2 separate regions of the Sus scrofa genome follow, and region 1 is linked to region 2. A link is a contact called in public HiChIP or PLAC-seq data. All regions are on one chromosome and are shown on one strand. The core of a region is the stretch at or near the end of the contact, and the rest is flanking DNA. Distances in the headings are between cores, read along the strand shown.

Region 1 (2,989 bases), core at 451-2,950, 120 kb before region 2:
GAAACCCTGCTTTTTCCCAAACCAATAAGGCAACTCTGCCTTTAATGCTCTCATTGCATTTTGTACATACTTCCAAAGTAACAGAGCTGTGTATACATACATGCCTCCTCCAGAAAAACATTAATTCCTTGAAGACCAAAGCTAGAGCCTACAGTCACTGGCTTTCAATGAAGTCTTGAGGTAGTCCCACTGCCATGGCACCCATGCCCTTGGACAACTGGCTGTGGAGGGCTGAACATGTGTGTGGCCATGGGTGAGACCACATGACTTAACCCTTTCCTGGGATGCAGTTTCCCTTCTATGCAACACTTTTTTTACTGATGCCCACTTGGTGTCTGACTAAGTGTACTTATCAAGTATGCTAAGTAAGGTACAGAAAAGACCAGACAGGGCTCTAGTTCTGAAAGGGCTTCGGTCTGGATGAGAACTAACCCTTTAAGCAATTACAAGCCCATTCAGTAAATACTAAACAGGAGTTTCTACAAAATGCAGTGGGGGCTATGGAGGAGGAAAATACAAAATCTGCCTGGGGTAATCAGGAAAAGGTGACCCAGATGAGTAATAAGCAATGAATGAAAGTAGGTAAGAAAGAGAGGCTGGGAGATGGGTGTTCCAGGGAGAAGCCTGGGCAAAGGAGTGATGGTGGAGCACGTGGAATCACTGGAAAATATGAGTAGACTGGCCCAGCTCTGATGGAAGATAATATATACTGTGGGAAAAGTCAGACATGGGGCTATGAAGGCAGAGGGTTCTGACTTGGATCCTGTCGGCAGAGGGAAACTGCCGAAGAATTCTGATTATTATTATTATTTTTATTTTATTTTTTAAATTTATTTCATTTTATTTTTTTGCCTCTTAGGGCCGAACCTGTGGCATATGGAAGTTCCCAGGCTAGGGGTCAAATCAGAGTTGTAGCTGCTGCCATACGTATGCCACAGCCACAGCAATGCCAGATCCAAGCTGCATCTGCAACCCAGAGCACAGCTCACAGCAACACCGGAACCTTAACCCACTGAGCGAGGCCAGGGATAGAACCGGCGTCCTCATGGATACTAGTTGGGTTCTTAACCCACTAAGCCACAATGGGAACTCCCAAGAATTCTGATTTTGAGCAGAGCTATGATAAAGTTGAAAGGAGTGAAGTGAGGGAAAGAAAAGATTAGGGAGCCTTTAGAGATATGAGGCCTAAACTACCAAGTGAAATTCCAGAAGCGCACATGGCAGGGTAATTTAAGGAGGCCGAATCCACAGAGCTTAGTGGTGCCCAGCTGTGGGAGGGGGATGTAAGGACTCCCAGGTTCCTGACTTAGAGGGCTGGGCAGGTGATGGTGGTGTGTTTATGAAGGCGGGGGACACAGGAGGGGCAGGTTTAGGGGCAAGGACCAGGAATTTGGAGATAAAATGAGCCTCTCGCAAATACCAAGGACTGAATACCAAATAAGTGAAAGAAGATGAGGGCCCTAAGGGGCAGCTGGGCCTGCTGGGGGAACAGAGGGCCCACCCCCCCACTCCCAGACCCTCACCGTGGTGGCCTGTGAGGCCCCCAGAGTGAGCTCCTCCAGCAGGTCTCGGGTGCTGAAGCCCTCCTCCACCATCACAAAGTCCGTTTCACTCAGGTAGCCAGCCATGCCGAGGAGGAGGAGCCGGTGGGCTGGATGGAGCTGCCGATGCCTCCGGCCGCCTTAGAAAGTATGCAACACACTGCGGGGGAGAGTGAGGGGGCCGCTGGGGGCCTGGCCTTGGCTGCGCCCCTCACCTCCCCAGGCCAGGGCGCCTCGTCCTGTCACACCCTGCCCTCAGCACAAGCCTGGGGAGCTTAGGTTAGCTGGGACGAGTAAGAATCCTGGACCGGGACAAGGCATTATCTGTCTAGATGTCATTGCCTCTCTGAGCCTCAGTCCCCCATCTGTAAAATGGACGAATTGTTTTGGTGATCTTTTCCAGTTCTGAAATTCGAGTTTTAGTAAAAGGGAAAGAAAGAGAGAGAAAGGAGCAGGAAAGCCGAGTAGGTAAATTTCCAGGTGCCTCCCGCCATCCTGACCACGCCCACCTGAAGTGGCTGCGCTTGGCCCCACCTAGGAGTCTCCACTCGAGAACTGAGGTTAGGGTCTGCTCTCTTGCCGCGTGACCTTGGGTACGCCTCGTTCCCTCTCGGAGCCTCAGTTTCACCGTTTCGAAATGGGGGTCGGGCTGGTCCTGACATGCTAGTATTCTAAGCGTGCATGGGGGTTCCACCTGGTGGGTGGGGGTCCCGGGCTCCCAGGCAAGAACCCAAGGCTGAAATTCTGCCCAGGTGAGCCTTCCTGAGTGCAGGGCCGAGGTCCCGCCCTCCGAGGTCCGCTTACCAAGCCCCGTCCTCCTTCGCGGGGGCCAGAACCAGGCGCGCTGCTAGGGGGGGTCACCGGTAACCTCGAAACTTGTGCAACACCCCGAGAAGGAGTGGCAGTTGCGGAGCCGAGGCCCCTGCTGAGAGGAGGCAAGAGGGGCCGGGGAGCAGGTCAGCACTGGAGCCGCGAGCGCCCGCTCCCCAGGCTCCCCGAGCCACTCCCCGCACTCGCCTTAAAACGCATTTACACGGCTTCGGCCCATAGGTCTCCCCAGCGAGTGAATCGGATCCTCTGCGCCTCCGCTCGCTCGCTCCCCCAGGCTCGGGCCCCGCGGCCTGCGCCCCGCCCGCCCAGCAGCCACTGACCCCACGCCCCGCCTTCTGCCCGCAGCCCGCTTATATAAGCCCCGCCCAGACCCCGCCCCTGGCATCCAGGCCCCGCCTCTGCTCGGCCACCCTCCGTAGCCTTGGCAACTGGGTGCCGGCATCCCATTGGTCGATTCCGACATAAAGCCTTCAGCTCCGGGGTCCGCTCCGGAAGGCTGATCCTCAATCCTGCCGAGCCCCCTCCACCGCTATCCTACACTGGGAAGTCAGAACTGCAGCGCCGCCAGCTCAGAATCCGACCATCTACACGGTGGGACCCTTAGCTTCTAAATCTTG
Region 2 (2,732 bases), core at 24-2,523:
TTTGTGTGCATATTTAAAATCAACAAAAAAAATCTAGTTGTTCTTCTCCATCTTATTTGAGTGTTAGGGTAATTTTATTTTTAAAAGTGAGCTCTAGTCTACTATTTACCTATGTTTTTGGACTTTCTAATCTTGAACCCACAAACTGCTTTTACCAACAGGTATAGCATGACCCATGCATGATTCAGCAAAGTGGATTTTGTCTCCACAGAGAATGCAACAATATGGAAATCCAAGTGGACATTGAAGCCAAACCAAGCCACTACCAGCTGGTGAGTGGAAGCAGCACGGAGGACTCACTCCATGTTCATGCTCAGATGGTGGAGAATGAAGAAGAAGGTGGTAGTAGTGGTGGCAACAATGAAGAGGATCCCCCCTGCAAACACCAAAGCTGTGAACAGAAAGACTGCCTGGCCAACAAAGCTTGGGACATCAGCCTGGCCCAGCCCGAGAGCATCCGCAGTGACCTGGAGAGCTCTGATACGCAATCAGATGATGTGCCAGACATCACCTCAGATGAGTGTGGCTCCCCTCACCCCCAGGCCGCAGCCTGTCCCTCGACACCCAGAGCCCCAGGTGCACCGAGCCCAAGTGCCCATAGGAACCTCTCTGCCCCAGCTGAGGGGAAGACTGTCTTGAAGCTGGAAGATGCAGAAGCCAGAGTATGAAGTGGAATGAATGCTCCTGTTCTGAGAAGCACACTTGTAACTGCATCTTTTGACGTCTTTGGGGGGGCGGGGGGCGGGCAGGGATTTATGTATTTTATTTCAGAGATTCTCTTGTCATAGGTTTTCCCCAGGAAAATTCTAAGGAATTTGCAATTTCTTACCAGATAAAACATGGAAACTTTGCCCTAGTCCCACTCCCACACCCCCCCACTCTTTTTTAGTTTTAATTTATTGGTTAAACTGATGGTGGCAATCCGTGAGGTGTGTCAAAGAGTGTACAGATGTATGTGTGTATATTGTATGTATGCTAACATATTACTGAAGGACACATTTTAATAAAAATTTCTGTTGTAATTCAACTCCTCTCATTTTCCTTGGCTTGGGTAGTCCTCCAGAGCCAAGTGTTTGAAACAGACCACTATGTCTTTAACTATCTCTAGATCTGAGTTTCCCTAATCCCAGGAAGAAGGATGTATTCTAACCACATTGCAATGGAGTCATCCTACTGCAGTGACTCCTAGCATGACAGGAAGCAAAGCCAGGCTTGTTTTGGACTGTGTAGTCAGACTAAAGAATTAGCTGAGTTAGCCAGATAGAGAAGCTCTAAATTAAAATGAGCCTTGTTTGCCCTCTAGAGGCAGCTGCGCAGTTTTCCTGTTAATTGCCCTTTTCTGCATTATAGTCATTACGAGAAATGTTCTTTAGAGGAGAGAAGGGGTGTCAGTTCCAGTGGCTCTTCAGAAATCCCAGTAATATTGAGTGGTTATAACTTGGGAAACAATATTCTTACAGGAGGAAGAAATGTACCTATTCTGCATAATCACCAAGCAGTAACCTAGGTGTTTGTTAATGCTCAGGGACACATTTCCTATTCCAAAAACTTTCTAGTTTTGCCAATCTAGTTTGAGTAAGAGTGACTCAAGAATCTGACTAGAATTTGTAATGAAAGGAGAGAAGAGACATGCCATCAAAATCACAACATATTTAATTTTATCTGATCTTATAAATTTGTCAGAATTGAGCTAAGTACTACTTGGGATTTTGGCTTTGTCTAGAATAATGGCCTTAGAAAGTAATGCTCATACGTAATATAGCAGAAAAATTAAAAGATTCATGAGACCTGATGCGAGATTTCAAATCTGGCAGTAATTTACTTTGTGACTGAGTGAGTTAGGTACTGTCTCATATCCCTAATTTCCCCAGCTCTCAGTATTTTTGGAGCTTCCAGTGCCAAACTTCTCTGTCACCTCAGCTCTGGGCCCAGAGGAAGAATTGAAAACATTCTTTTTCTGAGGACCAGATGGCTTTCTGTTTCCTTTCACAGATGCACCTGCTCTTTGTCTTCCTGGCCTGTGTGTTACTACCATGAGGATGATGCATCTGGACAACAGCCAACTTGGAGAATTCTTATCTCTTGGGCACCGCAGCCAGACTTAGCACGTTGCCCTGCACCTGGGACAGGAAGTGCTGCTAGTGGACTTTGGGTCTCTGGAAGAAAGTGCCTGAGAGGGATGTCTTTGTGTGAAAAAGGGAACCTGGTGGGAAAAGGGGCAGGCAATATGGAAATCTCTGAAATGCAAAATATCAACTCCAGACTTGTAGTTCTCATTAAGAGAGCCATTAACTTGAATAAAATCAAGGAAGTTTTTTTGGAGGGGCGGGAATTTGCAGCCAAGCCTGTATGTATTCTTATCTGGACTCCACTTCTGTGAGACTTGGGCTACTTACTCTGAGTGTGTTTTCACTTGGCCAGAATGGAAATCCTAATCCCAGTTACAAAATTGTAAAGGTTAAGTGAGACAGTGTACTGATGATGCTTTAGGTGAAGAAGGCCCATTTTTTTTTTCTCCTGCAGGAATAAGAAGAAATAAGGGGGATTATGGATGCCATCTAAAAAAAAAAAGCCTAGAATTCTGGACCAGAGACTGAAAAACCTAAGCTTATCCTAATCCATTGCAACACTACTGTTTTCTCTCTAGAAGTTAGCAGATGAAAAAGCTGGTCAGCACCACCTGGAGGATAACATGAGTAGTGCGTAGGAAAAGTTGATTGTCAGCTTAGAAA

What was found. HiChIP or PLAC-seq counts read pairs in DNA pulled down with a chosen protein or histone mark.
Region 1: an H3K27ac HiChIP or PLAC-seq map of alveolar macrophages shows a contact between it and region 2. The contact joins the promoter of AZIN2 here to the enhancer-like site in region 2. A contact is called at or near these places in 3 of 5 promoter capture datasets (fetal skeletal muscle, liver and skeletal muscle), 20 of 47 Hi-C or Micro-C datasets (alveolar macrophages, blood, embryonic fibroblasts and 12 more) and 2 of 2 datasets of contacts at active chromatin or transcription factors (alveolar macrophages and skeletal muscle).

Annotation. Positions count from the first base shown.
Region 1 is chr6:89,345,571-89,348,559 of Sscrofa11.1, reverse strand. AZIN2 (antizyme inhibitor 2) reads right to left here and starts at 1,700. Exons shown (of 11, transcript NM_001123193.2): 1 at 1,524-1,700. The coding sequence starts at 1,628.
Region 2 is chr6:89,223,977-89,226,708 of Sscrofa11.1, reverse strand. It overlaps RNF19B (E3 ubiquitin-protein ligase RNF19B), which reads left to right. Exons shown (of 10, transcript XM_005665197.3): 9 at 212-704; 10 at 1,993-2,732. The coding sequence ends at 668. Among named protein-coding and RNA genes, the nearest start is that of TMEM54, 21 kb to the right of the region's middle. Within about 2 kb of position 1,273, at least 13 of the 83 cell types and tissues checked have an H3K27ac peak or open chromatin away from gene starts, as enhancers often do. A contact at or near this core is called in alveolar macrophages and embryonic fibroblasts, where this site is marked.